Linked DNA regions of Arachis hypogaea: region 2 is linked to region 1. A link is a contact called in public Hi-C data. All regions are on one chromosome and are shown on one strand. The core of a region is the stretch at or near the end of the contact, and the rest is flanking DNA. Distances in the headings are between cores, read along the strand shown. Region 1 has its middle 28 kb from the start of LOC112715963. Region 2 holds the start of LOC112715965 (two-component response regulator ARR14).

Evidence for each region. A called contact is a pair of places that touch in the nucleus more often than the background predicts.
Region 2: a Hi-C map of an unstated tissue shows a contact between it and region 1, with 5 times the contacts expected there. The contact joins the promoter of LOC112715965 here to the enhancer-like site in region 1. A contact is called at or near these places in 4 of 8 Hi-C or Micro-C datasets (leaf and an unstated tissue).

Annotation. Positions count from the first base shown.
Region 1 is chr10:93,566,601-93,570,429 of arahy.Tifrunner.gnm2.J5K5, forward strand. No RefSeq gene overlaps it. Among protein-coding and RNA genes, the nearest start is that of LOC112715963, 28 kb to the right of the region's middle. Within about 2 kb of position 2,406, at least 3 of the 3 cell types and tissues checked have open chromatin away from gene starts, as enhancers often do.
Region 2 is chr10:93,785,872-93,789,588 of arahy.Tifrunner.gnm2.J5K5, forward strand. LOC112715965 (two-component response regulator ARR14) reads left to right here and starts at 1,917. Exons shown (of 6, transcript XM_025767806.3): 1 at 1,917-2,941; 2 at 3,038-3,184; 3 at 3,468-3,717. The coding sequence starts at 2,812.

The sequences.
Region 1 (3,829 bases), core at 1,156-3,655:
TATTTAATTTAAAGAAGGACTTTGTTGAAGTATCGTATTTGTATCTCGGATACAATTTTAAATATGATATATTTATTCGACACTCGTATATTTTATATCTAATTATATCTTAATAAAGTATTATTTTAGTTTTTAACGTTTCAACTGAATCTTAATTTAGTCTTTAATATTTTAAACATTCTATTTCAATTTTAAAAATTTTTAAATATCCTATTTCAATCCCAAAAAAATTTTAACCAGGTTCAATATTGTTCTATTATTAAATTTGACAAATAATTCACACATTCAATTTTAATATGTAAGTAAAGTCGATCTATCAACGATTACTAATATAAAGGTTTTCATTATGTGTTTTCTAACCCATGAAAGAATATATAACTTAACTAGTAAAATTTTTATGTCACTAATTTCGTTAAGGGATAAGTATTATTTTGGTCCCTAACGTTGAGGGTTAGAATCGAAACCGTCCCCAACATAATTTTTGATTTAGAATCGTCCTTAACATTTTTTTTCGTATTAAAATCGTCTTTTTTATTTTTTACGGACAAAAATACCCTCCACCACCACCACCACCTTTACCACCACCACCACCTCCCTTATTCCACCACCACCACCTCCCTTACTCCCATCAAATACTAATAATCAAATTTAGAAATAACAATATCAATCAACACACAATAACAATAAAATAAAAAAATAACAAATCAAAATCAGAATTAAAAAGCAAAAACAGAAACAGAAGCAGAATCGGAAAGCAAGAAAGCAAGAAACAGAAGCAAGAAAGCAAGAAGTAGAAGCAAGAAGGAAAATCAAGAAAGCAAGAAAGCAGAAGCAAAATCAGAAAAGCAAGAAAGCAAAAGTAAGATGCAGAAGCAGAAAACAAAAAGTAGAAGCAAGATGCAAAAGTAGAAAGCAACAAGCAGATCAAAAAGCAAAATCAGGAAAGCAAAGAAGCAGAAACAAGATACAGAAGCAGAAAGCAAGAAGCAGAAGCAAGATGAGGCGGCGAGGCGACGAGGCGGCGAGGCGGTGAGGTCAGCAGCAGCAGGAGCTCGCGTCTCCTCTCTCCCTCGCGATTCCCAACGGCGACGGCCACGATGACGGCGATTGCGGCTCCAAGCTTCGCCGCAGCCGTCCCCCTCCTCCCCTTTCCCTTCCCCCTTCCCCCTTTCCCTCCCCTCCCCCTTCATATACCCTTTTCCTTCCTCCGACCCCCCAAATGCGTTTTCTTTTATTTTTTTAAACTTTTATAATTTTTTTATTAAAGTAGGGGTAGTTTAGGAATAAAATAAAAAATTTTAGTAAAAAGAATGATTTTAATACAAAAAAACGTTAAGGATAATTCTAAATAAAAAAATTACATTGGGAACGGTTTTGATTCTGACTCTCAACGTTAGAGATCAAAACAATACTTATCTCTTTCGTTAACTATTAGTGTCAAATTTAATGGTAGAACCACGTTAAACCTGTTTAAAACTTTTTAGAATAAAAATAAAACGTTTGAAACGTTACAGACCAAATTAAAATTTAGTCCAAACGTGAAGGACCAAAATATTACTTCATCCTAAAAAATATCTTTTTTTATCATCAATTTTATTCTTAGTTGAGATTATTGTTATGAGTTTTTTATAAATAATATATACTATTATTTATTAATACAAATATTATTTTAAATAGTTTATATAATTTAAAAAATATTAAAAATATTTTAAAAGATTAATTTATATTCTAATATTAATAAAATATTAAAATATTATTATAATTTATAAATTTATCCAAAAAGCTTTATTATATATATATATATATATGCCATATGCCATGCTTTTGTATGTCATAAAAAAAAATTAAAGTATACAATTATCTGGTACATCACTATATGAGTGTCTATTAATTATTATTCATAAATTTGAACAAATAAAAATAAGTACTCTTATCGTTATATAACATGACCTTTGGATCCCCTCAGCGACCACTAGTTCCCATCTTCATGGGCCACGGGTGTTGCTGATGCTGTGATGCATAAGTTGTGCTCAATTGTCTGCCATCACTTTTAAATCCTAATGCTAACAAGCTTCTGAAGCACAACTGAGACAAACGTAGCTTTGTAGCAACCATAGTATTCTAATTTTTAATGTCATATAAATTATTAAACATTATTTATTGTGATGTAGTTTATTTGTAATGTGATTTTTTTCCCTCCTCCTTCTTTGAACCAGTGTTAATAATTGACGAGTTTTACAACAGTGAGCAAGAATAATAGCATAAGCATAAGGAATGGTTCATATTTATGGATGGGGACATGCACCTTGTAGTTTGGTCATGTATGGTGTAGAACAGTACCCAGCTGAATAGGTTTTGGTTCTTTATGTGATTTGTCACGGGCAAACAAAATCACATGTATGGTGTATTCAGCTTTAGTACTTTTCTCAATTGCTTGCTCAAGCCCACCCAAATATCCCTGTCAATTAACAACTCTCTCTATTAGGCAATGTTCTAAAAACCAAACCGATCCAGTAAAATTAGAGATTTAAGGATTCAAAAATTCAATCGGTGTTTAATCGGAATTAAATTGAATATAATATATAATTTTGAGAAAATGATAAATCAATTTCTGATTTTTTTGTTAGACATTTAAATTTTTGCGGATTTAAAAAGTGTCTGACCTCTTCAAAATCTCAACACATTGATTTCTGAGTCTAATTTGTCTCATTTTAAAAATCCTTTTACATTTGCATTCGTATCAATCAGTTCAGTAGAACAAGAGCCACGTTTAATTTTTCTGTTAGGTTTGACAGACCCAAGCGAATATAAGGGATCTATATGTCTAGATTTTGAAAAAGTTAGAGACTTAAATGTATTTTTAAATTGTTGAGGACTTAAATGTCAGTGGATCAAAATATCAATGTTCTATTTGTCTTTTTCTCAATAATTTTTTAAGAAAATTGATTATTTTGTGATTTATTATTTTAAACCAGTTAACTGTTAATCGGTTATTCAATTTTTGAGTTGTTTTTTTTTTTAAACAATTCGTTATAAAGTATTTTTACTATAAACCAGATAGGTCAAATGATCAGTTTTTTATTAATGGGGTCGAAATAGACCAGTTCATCCTGATTCTAACCAGCACATGCTATATACTCGTATTCTCTGGAGTGCAAAAATCTATCTCACCAGCATTAAGCCCTATATATTGTCAATCAATAAGGAAAATCTCTTTTTTTCACATATACTCACGGTATTAACGTGTATTTTTTTATTATTTTTGGACATACATACTCAAGCACACTATACCCAGCTATTGCTGGAAATCGATCCTGAGTGCAACTTGATGAGAGGCTTACAAATCTTTCATCTGAGCCAAGCCTCAGCTACATTAATGTGTATTTTTTTTTTTGGTCAGTCATTAATGTGTATTTCAAATCTGACATCAATAAATTGTTTTTATTAGAGTTTATAATAAGTGTTATACAATTTTGCACTAGCTTTTTGGCAAACCCATTTTTGGGTAGGCCCATAGCCCAAAAAGTAAAAAATTGTCCCCTCTTGCCCCAAATATAAAAAAGGGGAGAGAGAGAGAGAAATTAGAAATGTATGCACAATCAATTTTGGGATTTTACGTCACTGAACTTTTGGTTGGTTAAGCAGTGAAAATTAGGTCTAATTTAGGGTGATTGCTTCAAAACCTGAGGCAAATTCTTGGGTGAGTTGCCCAAGCTAACATGTACTAACATGTATGTACTGTATTGTTCTAGATACTCTCTGTAATGATGTATGCTATTTTAAGTTTATTTACCTTTTGTTAGATTTTATAATTTTATTAAATTTTTAA
Region 2 (3,717 bases), core at 667-3,166, 220 kb after region 1:
GTAATGGTGTACATAATTAAGATGTTAATTAATGGATAGTGGAGACTCTGGTTAATTAAAAAGGCTTAAGCAATTTCTTATGGCCAGCTCATTAAGGTTGTCGTTATCTTTAGTTATACGATCTGCTATTTCTTATAATGTCCACCCTTCTACGTCTATTAATTAATTAAAAAACATAATAATAATAACGAATTTATATATAGTTTTCTTCAATCAAGCAGGATAGATAATTTTATGAATTAATCTTCTAATGATCCAGTATAACTTTACTTCTAATTGTGTTTACATGTTATATATTACTATTTTTGCCCATTACTAAATTAAATATGTTTTTTGGTATCTATCTATCATTCATATAGGTTTTGAAATCGTATCTCAAAACCACATGCTAAAGTACCTTTCTATGCACTTCAAGGGGCAAAGAAAAAAATAAAATAAAATCAAACATCATAGTGGAGTCGGCATTCAACTAAAAGATGACTCGTTTAGTATTAAGAAGCGTTGTTTATTATTTATTATTATTTTCACTAATGAGATTATCATCATTATTATTTGATAAGTCATTATCTATTATAATCTATCTCTCTAATTCCACCAAACCCTCCCCTCTTTAAAAGGTGATGTTGTTGTCTATGTCTATGATATATGTAGGCGCAGGCAGACAAGTGTTTTTCACGTGAATAAATTATTAATTATAAATAGATAAAAAGGTCATTCATAACTCCATTTATAATTAACAACGATTTTGAAAGAAAGCTATGTTGGGTTTTAGCATTTCCTGAAGGTTTGTAACTTTGACCAAAATACAAGTCGTGTAAAAAAAAATACTATATCAACTTCAAAGAAGAAAAAATGAAAAAACATTTGTCGACCCTATTGAGTGTTGATCCTAATCTGGTCACTTTTATGACAGGATCTTATATATTAGTAGTAACTTTCAAAATTTTAATTACAAGGACATTCTATTAGCTTTTAGAATGAAAAAAAAAATCAATTTGGACTAGTTTTTGTTAACTTAAGTAAATATCGCAAATTAAGTCCACGTAGGGATGGCAAGCGGGGAAGTCCGTCCTGTCTCGCTCTGCCCCGTCAGAAACCTGTCTTTTGGCGGATTGGTCTGCTTCGCTTAATGAGGCGGTTCTAAAATTTCACTCCGTCCCGCTTAACTACAGGTTGGCGAGTTTGCAGACTAGACCCGCCAAATCTCCTCTATTTTTTTAACTATTAATTATTAAATAATATATATAATTTCACAATCATATTAATAAATTTATAATTTCTAAAAATATAAAAAATTATATTTTTATATTCACAAATATTAAAGTCTTTGTAATTATAAATATTATCTCCAAAGTAAAATAAACATAATCCAAAAACATAATTATAAATATATTCTCCAAAATAACATAAATATAATCCAAAACTCTCAATTTTCATCTTCATACTCTTGTAAATTGGATTAAAAGAAGTTGGATTTTGGCCAAAAAAAATTGCAAAAATACCTCTTTGCCAAAAAAATAATCCCGGCGGGGAAGCCCGTTCGACCCCGCCAAAACACGTGGTTTAAGCAGTACAGGTTAGATGGGCTTTTGTTCTTTAGCAGTCCTAATTTTTCAGTCCGACCTACCTTTTTTATCAGGTTATACGGATTGGCCCGGCAGATTTAACTCCATTTGTCAGTCTTAGGTCCATGACGAATTAATCATTATCATGTCGGATTTCGAAATATCAAAAAAACCAAAAAAATAAATAAATAAAAAAGAAAGAAAAAAGAAGAGGAAAGTAATAAATCAATTCAACAATTTAACATGCAATTTTAAGTGATGATACTAATAATCATTTAAAGGTAAGAAAATGAATTTATTCTGCTTTCTATCATATTACATAAAAGATTAAAACAAATGTAAGTAGAAGTTAATCAAGTTATAGAAGTCATTTTCTATCCAAACAGTGTCCAACGAATGGGAAAATATTCTGATTGGATTCGGTTCTCCACTTTTCCAGTTTACGTTTAAGCGCGTGACAAGCACGCGCTGGTTTTTGCCTCATTCATTCCTTGGCTGCACCACAAACTTTGAATTGCATATTTGCATCATCATCAGCATCCACTTCCCTCTGATTCTTTCTACATGCCTGTGCCAAAGTTGAAAGATGATGGGGCCTAATACCATTATAGATTGTTCATAATAATAATTTAAACTGTTTTAACATCTGCTAGTAATTAATATTTGAGGAGAAAAAAAGAGAAATATTAGATTTGAGGAGTAAATTGAGGAAATTAAATCCAGATAAATATATGAATTATATTTGGTAATATTATATAGTATAACGTTTAATGTGCACAAATTAGGTAACTAATTATTTAGATTCCTTGTTTGATAGTTGATAAAATTTTATGAATTTCACAGTGATGGATGAAAGCATCATCTTCATTTTCATCAACTTCTCATCACACTTAATAATAATAATCAAATTTTGAATTTATCTATGATTGTTATACAGTCCAATTTTCCATAGATAGTTACCTGTTTCTTTCACTTTCTGATTCCACAGCTTCACACACATTCACAGGCACATATATATGCACAAAAAGACACAAACCTTTTCATTAACTTGTTTCCTTTTTTTTGTTAGTCTTTGGTTCTCACCCTCTTCTTTTCCTTATATGCCTATTCCTTCAACAATAAAAATCCAATTTTTATTCTTTTTGACCAGTGTTTCCCCTCCTCTCCTCCATTTTGTTCTAGATCCATAAAAGCAAGAAGCTTTATCGATAACTCTGGTTCGTTTTGTTAGAGGAAAGAAGAAAAGATGACCATGGAGAATGGTGTTGATGATAGCAGTGATCAGTTCCCCAAAGGAATGCGTGTTCTTGCAGTTGATGATGACCCCACTTGCCTAATGGTTCTAGAAACTCTTCTCAGAAGATGTCAATATCATGGTTAGCTTCCCTTTTCTTTTGATTCTTGCTTTGTTCTACTAGATTTTGTCACATAATAATAACAGATAGATTGGATGGTTGATGGTGTTCTTGCAGTTACCACAACTAGCCAAGCAATAAAGGCATTGAAGCTGTTGAGAGAGAACAAGTTTGACCTTGTAATAAGTGATGTGCACATGCCAGACATGGATGGATTTAAGCTTCTTGAGCTTGTGGGACTGGAAATGGACCTACCTGTCATAAGTATGTGGGGATTTCTTAGTCTTAATGCCAATCTTCACCAATTCATTCTTGCCCTATTTTTTATATGATTATCAATCCAATTAGTTACAAAGTTAAAAACCAATAATTAGGGTTTGGTTTTCTAGTTTTTTTGTGTAATAGGGTTAGTCCTTTTCATTCTAAATATTAAACTAAGATAAGGAGGTCAAGCGTTAATTAAAAATCTGTTTCAAGTTATTTTCAATTGCTTTTGAGTGATTGTGTGGCAAACATTTGATGGGTATGAAATGTTTGTTGAATATAGTGTTGTCCGCAAATGGTGATACAAAGCTTGTGATGAAGGGGATTTCTCATGGAGCTTGTGATTATCTACTAAAGCCTGTGAGAATTGAAGAGCTCAAGAACATTTGGCAGCATGTGATTAGGAGAAAGAAGTTTGATTCGAAGGAGAAGAACAAAACCAGGAACTCCGACAAGCCTAGTTCGGAGGGCGGCAATGTGCTAGGCTCAGCAGGAACAGGAAATTCAGAACAAAATGGGAAGCTGAATAAGAA